Regions from separate parts of the Sus scrofa genome. Here region 1 is linked to region 2. Evidence: chromatin contacts called from public Hi-C data. All regions are on one chromosome and are shown on one strand. Each heading gives the region's core, a stretch centred on a gene start, on an enhancer-like site or on the middle of the called end of the contact. The rest is flanking DNA. Distances are from core to core; before and after follow the strand shown.

The links. Hi-C and Micro-C count contacts between places; a contact is called where the count stands out from the background.
Region 1: a Hi-C map of liver shows a contact between it and region 2, with 15 times the contacts expected there. The contact joins the promoter of AMOT here to the promoter of ALG13 in region 2. A contact is called at or near these places in 2 of 47 Hi-C or Micro-C datasets (heart right ventricle and liver).

The regions. Positions count from the first base shown.
Region 1 is chrX:92,646,478-92,649,177 of Sscrofa11.1, forward strand. It overlaps AMOT (angiomotin), which reads right to left and starts at 1,395. Exons shown (of 12, transcript XM_021080791.1): 1 at 953-1,395.
Region 2 is chrX:91,643,323-91,646,022 of Sscrofa11.1, forward strand. It overlaps ALG13 (putative bifunctional UDP-N-acetylglucosamine transferase and deubiquitinase ALG13), which reads left to right and starts at 1,264. Exons shown (of 31, transcript XM_021080435.1): 1 at 1,264-1,417; 2 at 2,362-2,524. The coding sequence starts at 1,337. DCX (neuronal migration protein doublecortin) reads right to left here and starts at 1,250. Exons shown (of 8, transcript XM_013986335.2): 1 at 1,097-1,250.

The DNA.
Region 1 (2,700 bases), core at 145-2,644, 1.0 Mb after region 2:
TGCCTCCCAACTTCCACTCTTTATGGGGGTGGGGGAGGAGAGGGAGGAGGAAGGAAAACTAAATTAGACACTCCAAGGTGTCAGAAAATTCTTTCCAAAATGCATGCTAGAGATTGGAATGCTGTTTCTCACAAACTGTCCCTTCCCTCTCTCATTTAATTGTATTTAGTCCCTTGCTGCAAATTATTATTATATTATTATTAGCGGCAATTTACCAGGGAAAGCTCAGTCTATAAAAGACTGTCACTTTCCCTCTCACTTTTTGCCTTCTTTTCATTTTCATACACTGATAAGCCCATCTTGCTGTTGAAGAACCATCATATAGTGACCCAGGCTTGGGACCCTCAAGCACCTGCAAGATCCAATAAAACTAGTTACTAACATCTGTAGTGGCAACCCCCTCCTCACCACACACACACACACACACACACACACACACACACAAACACATATATATATATACCTAAAAGAGTGTAGCATTGTAGATCACTTCAGACTAACTTCAAGAATTCACAGCCCCCAGGGAGGGGAGTGTGAGCCGCCAGCTCAACCCCAAGCATTTAGGAGTAAGCATCTAACAATCTGAGATAAGCCTGGACATTCCTGATGAGTTAAATCCTACTAGACCTCAAGTTCCCTCTGGTCTTTAATTCCTTTTGTGCTTAATTACCTAGAGACCTACAAGGACCCCAGGAAGCAAGAGAGTAAAAGTACCATCGAGTGGTGGTACCCGTTAGCATCTTTGTGGGACTGGAAAGGAGCGCACACTCTTTAACCTATTTAACTTGCTGCACATCCAGGAAAACTCGCGGCCAGCTGCAAAGAAAGTAGAACACACAGGCATCCCCACACGCATCTAGATTGACTCACTCATGCTGAGGTTACGATCAAGTTCATGCCACCATGGATTCCTGCCCCAGATCCCCGCGAAAAGTAACCACGCGTCTCCTACCCCTGTAAGCAACGAAGACAAGGTGACGACTCTGCTCGCTCAAGAGGCTTCCGTCCCAGGCCGGAGGCCAGGGATGGGCAGGAGGGAAGCCCCAACTCCCGGCTGCTCCCCTCCTCGCTGCTCGGTCCGGGCTCTCCTTGGTGGCAGTGGACAAGCAGGATACCGGGCCGGAGGGTGGAGCAGCGGATGGTCGGAGGCGAGACAGACTGGAGGTGGGGGTGGAGGAGGCGGTGAGAACTAAGAGAAGATGAGGCGAAAGGGAGCGGAGATGGAGGAATAAATCAGGGGGTCTACCAGCTTGGGCAGCCAGAAATCTCCTCGGAAGGAAGGGGCGTGACTGCGATCAAGGCAGCTCCTGGGCAAAGGATTGGAGGTAGGGGAGGGGGACGAATGGGTGGCTTTTCTTCTTGCGGTGAGCGGCAAGGACCGCCCAGGAGAGGGGGGGGGAAGGGGAGGTGGACTAGGGAGTGGGGCGGAGTAGAGGGCGGGGAAAGAAGGAAGGGAGTAGCTTGGACGGGGTTGGGGGGGGGAGAGGCGGAGCCAGGGGGCGGGGAAGTTTCAAACAATTGAACGCCAGGGTCGGCCGCTAGGCGAAAGCCGGGGTTGCACTCTCTGGTCCTTCCACTAACCCGGCTCGACTCGGTTACAGTACCCCTGAGAGTCTACACAAGGACTGACTGGGAGGAAGGAAAGGGTTTTGCAAAGACTCCAATAATAGTGTACGGCAACTGCGCAGCGGAGTCGCGTGGGAGAACCAGTGCAGCTCCCCGCCCCACAGCGGGAGGAAGAAAAACAAATAATAGAAACGCTGAAAAGCAGCTTCAGGCAAAGCTTGCTTAAAATAATGCAGGAAGGAGCAGCGCTCCTCCGTTTTCCTTCCCCTCTTGCTTCCTATGACCAGCAGGCCCCCACCCAGGTCGCAACTATGCGAGACACCCTCCTTTCTTCCTCCGCTCCCCCAGCCACCCCCTTCCTCCCCCGCGCCACCCTACGTCCCCGCCCCGCTCCCGCGGCTGGCCGCGCTGGCCGCTAGGGTGGCGGGGGCGGGGCTCTGCGGAGCCTCCGCCTCTTGGGCGGGCAGGAAGGGCCGGCTTGGGCGGAGCCGGCCCGGAGGAGTAAGTCCCACCCACCATTCTTTGGCAGTTCCCGGTTGGCGACTCCTGGCCTAGGGTTCGCTTGCGATTGGTCACTTGCGTCGTCGATCCGATCCTTTTGTCCCACCCGCCCTCAAAATTAATAAAACTAAACAAGCGGCTATTGTCTAGCTCTCGGTTCTTCCCCAGCTATTGCTGCGGAAAGAAAGATGAGACGCTTGGTCTCTCAGTCTCCTAAGAGAGTGCGATAGAGTGTTGGCCGGCTCTAGTACACCTTTGTGGCACTGCTCGGCCCTCTGGGAATAGGTAACTTTTCTTCCTCCCTAATTCTTTAGCCCAAGAGGAGGAAAAAAAGTACGAGAAGTGTCAATGTGGCGTTCACATTTCCAGGCTGCGAAAAATTGGTATTGCTTAAAGAACACAGGGTTGAGAACAGCCGCTCAGGACACTGAAAATCAACCATTTTACAACCAGGAAACGAAACCACAAAGAAATTGAATAACCTGGAATTTGGAACTAAGGGAAAAACTCACTTCGAACTCAAGCACTTATCAGCTAGTTGTGTGACTTTAAGTCCCTTAATTTCTATGAGCCTTAATTTTCCCATCTGTAAATAAAAGGCTATAAGATGTGTCCTATTAACTTAATGGCACT
Region 2 (2,700 bases), core at 14-2,513:
TCTGGGAATTTAAGAATATTCAATTTATATATGTGCTTATTTTCTCTGAGCTAATCAGAACAGTGCTCCTTTAATTTACATCTTTCAGATATGGGAAAAGATATCAGATGCAGTCTTTCTAAATTACTGAGTATTTTTGTCTTTATATTCCAATAAACATTCTTTATTCCTCTTATTTTGGGGCAGAAAATATGATTATGTTTGCTTTATTATTTAACCATGATCTATGTTGTTATTATGAAACTGTAGTTTCATTAATTCATGAAATTTGGTATCAAGAAAGAGGCAGCAGTATACCACCCCTCAAAAAGACAATTAGTCAAAATGCAAGATTTAACAGTCCCATTAGAAATATGACTAATATTTGTTCTTTTTTTTAGCCTATGTTGTAGGCCTAACTCACTACCAATCCTCTGTGTTGAAAAGAATTTCTTCTCATAGTTTCCCTTCCATGTATAACCAGTCAGGGCAAAGCATAAATATTAGCTAAACTGAGATTTTAAGTAGGAAATACACAAACCATTAGAATGAGCTAAAGCAGGCAATGATCTTAGCAATGGTGCAAGGAGAAAGAAGGGGAGCCTTCAGAAATCAACTCTCCTGTATTTCACTTCATAAACCTAAGTATATGAGGTATTCAGTCATGCTAATATATAATTTTACATTCATTAGAATGTAAATTTATGGTAATTTTATTATTTAAATGGTTAAATGGATTGGTTCAACGACACAAATGTGGGCTTCAGGGCTTAACGCCTCTATTTTACAAACAATGCTTGCAAATGGAAATTACGGTTTCTCTGCAGTTTCCAAGAGACTTTGTAGGGCTGTGGTTTCTCGAAAACTGCTGTTGAAGAAGAGCCTAGGCTAATGAGCGATTTTGAAAAGGCACTTCTTTTTTTCCCGATGCCCTTCACAGACTTGAAGTAAAACGTTATCTTGGCAAAACACGGTAGCCAAAAAAGAATCCCAAACTTCTCTACCATTAAAAGATCTGTGGTACTCGAGCAAGGATGCAAACACAAAGGTGTAAGGCTTCACTACTATTTGTTTTAACCCCCACTTTTGAAAAACAATACATTTGTCAATTGCCCACCTCCTTACTGTGAGGGTCCCGTGAGCTTCTACACGCAAAGGGCTTACAACAGTAGCCTGCACGTAGGCCATTAGCAGTCTTTGGCCCCCTCCCATTCCCGGCAACACAGGCCGGGTTCCCGTTGCCCCCTGGCGGCTGGGGCCGACTTCCGCCTCCCACACCCAGCGCTGCCGCGGCAGCCCGCGTGGCTCTGCTACGTCACATCCGGCCCTTGCGATTCGGGGTTGCGGAACCCGCGCGATGAAGTGCGTGTTTGTTACTGTAGGGACCACCAGCTTTGACGACCTGATTGCGTGTGTATCGGCGCACGACAGTCTGCAAGTGAGTGGGGGAGGCAGGCGGGCGGCGGTTGGGCTCGCCGCGCTGCGCTCGCCGCTCGCTGCTCGCCGCCCGCCGCCGCCAGCCTGACCGCTAACCTCGGTAACCTTGCCTGACCGCGGTCCTCGGGAAGAACCCCCAGCCGCTCGACCTCAGGTGCCGACGCCCCTCGGCCGGCTCCTCCCCGCGCCCAGCTGGGCCCTCCTCCCACTCCCCCGCTCCTCAGGGTCCTCCGCCTCCTCTCCCCGTTCCCCGCCGCCTTCCCGGGCCGCTCCTCCCCGTCCTTTCTCCGGCTCCTCCTTTTCCCCGGCTTTTCCCCTCCGATTCTCCGCCTCCGCCTCTCCGTCCTCCGGCTTCGCCCCTCCTTCTAGCGGCTCCGCCTCTCCGAGCCGGGGCTCCGACCCGCCTCTCGGGCCCTTGCCCGCCTCGCCGGCCGCTCCTCAGGGCCGCTCGGGGCCGCGCGGTCGACGCGCTCCGTCAGGCCCGGCCCGACCAGTTCAGCCTGGCGCGCCGCCCCGTCCTGCCCTCGTCCGGCCCCGCCGCGTTCGGGCCCTGGCGCCTTTCCTTCCCTAAGGCGCCCTCGCGACCGGTATCCCCGCAGCGCCCTCTCAGGGCGTGAGGTTCGCGCAGTTCCATCTGTGGGACCACGACGAAGCTGTTCCTTGGTCTCCCCCTAGCTCGCGACACCTTTTTCAGAGCCTTTGCCTGGTCTCTTAGTTCTTGCGGGCCCATTTCTCTCACGATGTGGTGAGCTGGGGCGTCTAGATCCCTCAGGGCTAGCGAGGTGCCCTGTCGGGCCCGGAATCGGGGAAGAAGGAAAACTAACACTTCGGCTCCAGTTCGACTCTTTGGCCGCCCGTGCTCCGATTTTGGAGTTGGTTGCCATAGTTGCTGTTTTTACAGTCGCCTGTTTTAAAAGGGTCCCTTTTTCTTTTTTCCCGTTTCAGATAATCAAGAGCCTTGGTTACAACCGACTTGTCCTACAAATAGGTAGAGGAAAGGTGGTACCTGAACCATTCAGTACTGAGTCATTTACTCTGGATGTTTACAGGTACAAGGATTCATTGAAAGAAGACCTTCAGAAAGCAGATCTTGTTATTAGCCACGCAGGTAAAGGGCCTTAGAATCGCCCGGTTTGGTTTTTGATAGAAAATAACTAAGAACAGCGATTTGAACCTTTGTGACGTAAAATAAAATCACTAGTGAAACTCACTTTAGTCCTTCTGAGTGTAACACCGATTTCAGTCTAACAACTGAGAACATTCATTCGTGGAGAGAATTTATCG